2 separate regions of the Hordeum vulgare genome follow, and region 2 is linked to region 1. Evidence: chromatin contacts called from public Hi-C data. All regions are on one chromosome and are shown on one strand. Each heading gives the region's core, a stretch centred on a gene start, on an enhancer-like site or on the middle of the called end of the contact. The rest is flanking DNA. Distances are from core to core; before and after follow the strand shown.

Region 1 (3,561 bases), core at 395-2,894:
ACCATCCTGTGTCACCAACAAATAAAGCAGGATATAAGCAAAAAAAAACTCCAAGATAACAGTACTGCACCATTTGATCATGATGAGCAGCAGAACTGCATTTTACTCCTGATGAAACTATCACTCATTGTGCCGAGTTATTACGAACAAAACAAAAAGACTCAAGGTCAATAACTCTTTCGACATTTCTTTATTCATGATATATCGTTGTCGGAGTTGCTGTAAGCCACAGAATAAAATTAAGTGGGTCCTCAAAGTAGTTGGGCGTTTCATTAATGGTGCAAAGTTAAGAGGACATCAACTCTCTGTTGGAGCAGGTTGAACGAGAGGGCATGGAAGAGAGTAGACAAAGGGAGAAGACAATACAGATGACTCTTCCTCCTTCATTCAGTCAGAAAGAAAATAGGTAATTTCAGCAAAACTTGCAAGGCAGCCCTGGCATGTTTTTTGTAATAAGGCAAATAACAAATTTCTTGTGTGTATTATTCTCCCAGCGTTCCTTCCCTCCTCTTTCCTTTCCCTCCAAACGTGCCATGCCCACCAGAAAGCCAGAATTGACTGATGCGTGGAAACAGTGAGGTAAATTTTGTACCACGGCTTTTTGGAAGGGATTTTTTCCGTATTTAGAGTTGAGACAAATAAGATGCTGCATGATAGTGACTTGGCTTTCAGCCAAAGGGTGAAATCATGCAAATAAAACAGTCAGGAGTTGGAACAAATCAGAATTATTCCCTGCATGCATCTGCCCCAGATCAAGAGCCGTCACATGACTTGCATGCATCTGTCCCAGATCAAAAGCCGTTACATGACCTTTTTAACGAAAAAGGTGGGCAGTTGCCTTCCTGAAGTGAATCGAGAGGTGTTTGTTCTTATAGATTTTCTGTATACTTGATCCTCTGGGAGAATTCATGATGGAAACTCTGATCCCTGCGCCCACCTCATCAAATCAATCTTGTGCTCTCTTTTAAATACGAATTCGGTGTTTCTTCTTGAAAGAAACAGGAACCACAAGTTTTCCAGCCTAAAAGAAACATGAACTTCCTGCCAAACCAGCGGGACGGACGGACGGACGGAGAGGCTAGGGAAAAACATGTCACCTTTCCGAGCGTGTAGGCGAGGGCAGATCCGGCCACCCCGGCACCAACGATGATGACGTCCGTCGGGCCGTCCACGGCCGCGCTCCCTTGGCCGTCGGCGACCGCGCAGCCGTCCTCCGGCGCGGGGACCCCTTGGGCCGGAGCCCCGCGGCGGCGCTGGCGCTGGCGCCCCAGCGCGACGGCGACGAGGACCGCCGCGAGGAGCGTGGCCGCGGCGGCGCCAACGAGCTGCCAGACGCCGGCGGCCGCAGCCATGCCGCAATGGGGACCTGCTCCTGCTGGGGCCGCCGTCCCTTGGGCCTTGGGGATTTCTCGACGCGGCGCGGCGTTCGTTGGGTTTGCGTGTGGGTTCTTGGGGCGAGGGTGATGCGTGCGGGGACGAAACGGAGCCGGCCGCGAGAGTGCCAGGCGGTGGGATTGGGACTTGGGACGGGGAGGGGGAGGAGAGGAGAGACGAGGGAGAGGCGGCCGCTTGGAGTTGGAGATTGTTCCGTTTTTTATGGGGGGGGGAGGGGAGAGGGAGATCGCTCTCTCCGCCATGTCTGTCCGTGTAGCTGGCTGTCTCCGCTCTGCCTGGCTGGCTTCGCTGGATTTTTCTCGTGTTTTCTCTTGGAATATGTTCGTTCTCTTCTCTTGGAGTACTATTTTGTTGTTCTTGTTGTCACATTCGTTCGGCGATCGGTTTGTACCTTATTTACAAAAAAAACTATATATATTTTTTATTTTACATTATAATAATATAGCAACACAAGAGGACGAAAACGACGCCATGGTATGTATAATGGGTTCGTCTTTGGGGTATGCTTAGAGCATCTCTAGCAGATCCTGCATCCCGTCTCGATCTGGAAAATAACCATTAAAATGCGGGTCGAGACGAAAAAACCTGCCCGATCAGACCCGCATCCCGCTCCGGTCCGCAAAATATTTTTGCGGGACACGGCAAAATCTCGGTCCCAACCCGTGTATTCGCGGGTTTCCACCTCGCCGTTGCGGTGCCCCGCATATGAACGAAAACGGTTGGTGGGGGGACATTTCAGCTCGCGCTTCCCCCATCAAAGGATATTCCGCGAATATGCTCTTTTACGGGTCCGTTATGCGAGGTCTGCATCCGCGTCCGTGCGCGTCGGCCCGCATAGACATTTTTACGTGAACTGCAAACACGTTTTGCGGGTCAGATGAATGTGGGGTCTGCTAGAGTTGCTCTTAGCAGCTGCGTGACTTGAATACATACTTTAAGCATTGCATCTACTTTCTTCGTTTCAGTTTATAAGTCCAGCACGCGTATTTAGGTCGTCAATTTAACCAACTTAATGAGAGACATATATTACAAAAAAATACAACATTAAAAACTTTAGATGTTTTATTTTTTAATAATATAATTTTTATATTAAACAATATATTTCATACGTATAAGTTAAATTGACGATTTAGATACACGTGAATGCCTTATAAACTATGACGGAGGGAGTATGAAGTAATGAATAAAGATGCCCACCATGCAAAAAAGAAAAAGAATAAAGATGTCCGGTGCTCGTAATGTATTACTACGATGAAACATCATGCGAGTGACGAGCCCATGGACTGATGGACATGCGCCGTGTTGAAGAGGAATACTGGATGCGAGGGGGAGAAGGCACGCTGTCACGCGAATCGGTCCAGAAACGCACCACGACAGCTCTGACGTGCGTCCGTGGCTGGCACCGTGCCAACTCACGTGCAGTCAGCGGGGGGGCCGCAGCACGAAGCATCTCGCCCCACCCCCTGACGCTGGATCGATCAGATCCCTCGTCTGCGCCCGTGCCGAAACAGTTTCGTTTCGTGCCTGTTAGGATTTAATTAGTAGATTAAATAAAAAGATAATCCTTCCATGTAATAATCTATGTCGGTTAGTAGAATGACAACCGACATATCACGCACCCCTTCACGAATGGACGCATCTTTTCATCGCGTCCCTTCTCCTTGTATAAATATGTTGAACATTAATGAAATAAGACAAGAGTTGATTCATTTGTTCGATTCTCTCGTTTCTTGACAATCGATTCTTCACACGTTATCAGCACGCTCTGCATCTGAGCGATTTCGAGATCGAGAAGAACACAGAGAAAGAAGAACAGGCAAAAGGTAAAATGAAAACCAGTAGCCCATGGCGCTGGATGCGGCCTTCACGCCGCAGGACGCAGCCGCCTGCGCCGCGCCGAGCGCCCGTTCGCCCAGCCGCCTCCCTACGCCGTGCTCCTCGCCCGGCCGCCTCCCTTTGCCGCGCCCCATGCCCGGTCGCTGCCTGCGCCCGTGCTAGGATGTGGCTGCGCTCGCTCGCGCCCGCCCCTGCCATGGCCTCGCTGCCCGCCTTGGTCGTGGTCGCGCCAGACCTTGGTCGCGCAGGACCATGCCAGGCCGCACCACACCCTGCGCGAGGCTGTGGCTGTGCCCGCGCCTGGCCGCGACAGCGCTCGCCAGAGTCCGC
Region 2 (3,561 bases), core at 433-2,932, 310 kb after region 1:
AGACCACAGTAGTACATGGAATAGAATTGTCGGTACTGCTATGCTAACAACCGTGTACCAGCTGGATCACATCCGGAGATCAGAATATATAAAGGGTTCTGAATTCAGATCAGCTGGAGATTTACAGTTGGTGGTACTGCGGAAATCGAAAACCGGCCCAAGGATCAGATGCTACTGTCATCCACGTACTCTATGGGCCAGCCCGGAATAAGGTTAATGGCGCTAATCAATAAATGAGCCAGATCTATCTATGTTTAAACCCTACCAAAAATTGAACCTATGCCCCACCTTCACCAAGATTTCTGAGAATCCCATACAAGTTTTCAGTTTATGGCCTTTTCTTATCTTTTGCACAAAGTTCAGTTTATGTCATGGACCTGTGGAGCTATTTTAGAATAACTCCACTGGGAGACTTATGATAATAGTACCTTTTTTTAAACACAAATGAAATCATGTTAGTCCCGCCGACCACAAACATGAGATACATTATTATATGTGCAGTCATTGTTTTAAAACTTTCATCACCAGCATTAGATTTTGCATTACCAAGATGCCCAGACTGATTCAAGTCTTCTTTTCTCCCATCACAATCTATACTGGTCTATACACAAATCATGTGTTCGATATGAAAACTCCGGAAGTGCGTTCATCGGGGCGGATGCAAACTATGCGAGTGTATAGCTGACACTGAAAAAACTAGCTACCACAGAATCAGATCCAGACAACAGGAAAGAGAGCAACATCTCCTGCATGTTCTCGAACAGAAATACAAACTATGGAAGAAATTTAGGGTCTGTGATCGAGTGCCAAAAAGCCAGAAAATTAGCCGGTTGTTACTAGTGGAAAAGGGGAGGCTTCCTCATCACCATATACAGTGAGTACTGAGCATTGCCCCTACCCCCATCCGAATTTGATGTGGGAACAATGAATGATATGAAGAGAAACGCTGGATTTACACCAGCTGCAGGACCCTTGAGACTCAGCTGTCACCAGTGCAGAACAACCTTAAGAAGAACGGCAATCCAAATTGAGAAGCCGGAATCAGCCAAGGTGCCAGGACAAGGGGCCCCGAGGCGTTAAAAGTTCCACCCTTTCATTGAGCGTGTAGATCGAGGGGGATATCATGAGTCAAAAACACTAGGAGGATGCAGCCCCGAAATCGTCCAGGGAGAGGAGAAAGCTGATGCCACTTATTAGTACTGGGCTAATAATGCTCTCGTACTGTAATTTCTCGAGAGCGATAAACAAATCCCCACGTACTGTTGAAACACGCAGCGGACACTCATGGGAGCAGGAAGAAAACATTCGACCGAAATGTACTCACGTTGAAAAAAACACGGTTGGCACTCATGGAAGGAGGGGAAAATGATGCAAGCAGCTCACCCCCCCCCCCCCCCCCCCTCCCGAGAAAGTATTCTAGTAGTACCAAAATGTGCCGCTGGTATTCCAAAAAGCTGAAACGCAAGACTATTTGCCAGCGGAGAGGATGCCACAGCAGCATACGCAGAGCATCAATGGAGGTGAAGAAACGTTGTTGTTACCAGCAAGGAGGTGAGAGCCGCTGCTGCGGCGGCGGCTTCCGCTGCTCCTCCTCTTCTTTTGATCGCTAGCGAGCGCTGCCTGCGGTCACTCTCACGGTCTCACCAGCCTATGGTATAGTGAACAGTGTTCACCATGCGGTGGTAGTAGTAGTGTCGGCGTGCGGACATGTGGCCGGCTAGGAGGGAAGATAATAAAAGGAGAGAAGGGGCGCCACCACCAACTGTTTCTTCACTTCACAGCGCCCTTGTTTTACGACGTTCCGCTGCAGTATAAGCAATAGTAGAAGTAGTGCCCTTTTCTTTCTCTACAAGGCCAGTTGCATAATCAGCAGAATTTGGTTAGCCCCCCGCATTCTGTGAAAGGGGGCCCCTCCCCAACGAGCACTATACACGTACGATGCAACAATGGTATGGAGCACCGGCAAAGCTGAAAGGGGGTGGTGTCCAGGTGTCCATGTATACTAGCTTGCAAGCACCTCCCTTGAAGTCATCTTGGAATCAATCTGGTGTGTGTGTGTGTGTTCATTGGCTGCCACCTTTCTACTGCTGCTGTTGTTTGGGTTGTTGGGCGGCAACAGCAGATGTGTGGACTGGGTGGCCGTGGAATAATACAGTCAAAAAGTTGAAGGCCTGCGGGCGCAGGGCAGGGCATCCTGGCAGGGGCGTGTATTTGGCAGCGAATTGGATTCTTGTTCTCACTCTCCGGAATCCTGTAGAGGCTCGCTGTCGCTTGTGCGGTACACATCCAGCTTTCATGCCACTCTTCTTCCCAAGATAACTCATGATGGATACGGAAAACTAATCGGACGCGGATGCGGATTTTTCTTTGAATCGTGCAGCCAAACACAGACAAAGAAAATGACAGCACTTCAGGTTTTTTGTGCCAGTTTCAGCAACGCATTCGTGAGAACCAAAGGGTTAGGTTAGGATTTAGCACTGGAACAAATTTAACTTGTGCAGTCCCCCAGTCCCAGGCACAGAAGATATCACAGCAACAAAAAAGTAGAGTCCTGGCAGTAAAACACCGCAATGCCTTGCCCCAGCTGGTTTTGTAAACTATTTCTTCCCATGACCTCCCTCCCCCCACATTCTTTTCAGTGCACCAAACCACAAGCAAAGAGAGCAGAAAGATGGAGCCTTTCTCGGGCACCGGGACTGATCCGTACGGCTGTCATTTGAGTACTACGACCAGCAACGGTGGTTTACAGGCCCAGTGCCAAAAGGGTAGTAGGAGTAAATCTCATGACAGATATTTCATGGTTTAAAAATGTTACCATCAAGATGAACCAGGCCAATCGTCAACACAACATGTGTGGGCAAAGCCGGGAAGATGCACGCCTACACCAGAAAGGTTATCTTTCTCCCCCCCTGTGGTCAATGAAAAGCTCGCTTAGAAAACCAGAGCAATCTTTGGTCCCTGCGATGCGGGAGGAGCAACAGCTCCATGCTTCACTCGATCCATCATAGGCCACGGGAAAAGAAGATAGATTACCGAGATGCTTTACAGGTCTAAGCAAATGATGATTGGCGCACATCAAGCATCAGAGTTTCATATGACTTGCACAAAATAACCATCCAACTTTCGACTGCTGGTGGAACTCAGGAAATACCTCAAAAATTCAGACAAATGAACACTCTACTGGGTGAGCTCAAGTGGAGGTTCTCACCCTGTTCATGGCTCAAGGTAACTGTTTGGATTCCACAACCTGTAATACCGTCAACCAAGACAAAAAAAAGCTCTTGCTATTCATATCATCACCGGCTTAAGGCCCTCTATGCATTTTCGCTTCCATATATCATCCTCAAGAAATTAAACCACTCAAATATGCCTTGCATCTGTGGTGTATATAGGAATGCAGGCAGACGGCGTCTACGACCATCCTCGACGGCCAAAAATGAACTAATGACCTATTGCTTTAATAATTGTGCTGTTCTAATTATGCTCTTGCAGAACTAATGACCTATTGCTTTAATAATTGTGTTGTCTTAATTATGCTCTTGCGGACGTATGCATACGCCG

What was found. Hi-C and Micro-C count contacts between places; a contact is called where the count stands out from the background.
Region 2: a contact with region 1 is called in a Hi-C map of leaf, with 3 times the contacts expected there. The contact joins the promoter of LOC123449246 here to the promoter of LOC123449244 in region 1. A contact is called at or near these places in 4 of 6 Hi-C or Micro-C datasets (leaf and seedling).

Annotation. Positions count from the first base shown.
Region 1 is chr4H:520,867,960-520,871,520 of MorexV3_pseudomolecules_assembly, forward strand. It overlaps LOC123449244 (squalene monooxygenase SE1-like), which reads right to left and starts at 1,645. Exons shown (of 8, transcript XM_045126387.1): 1 at 1,098-1,645; 2 at 1-6. The coding sequence starts at 1,637.
Region 2 is chr4H:521,173,265-521,176,825 of MorexV3_pseudomolecules_assembly, forward strand. It overlaps LOC123449246 (transcription factor bHLH76-like), which reads right to left and starts at 1,683. Exons shown (of 10, transcript XM_045126390.1): 1 at 1,542-1,683.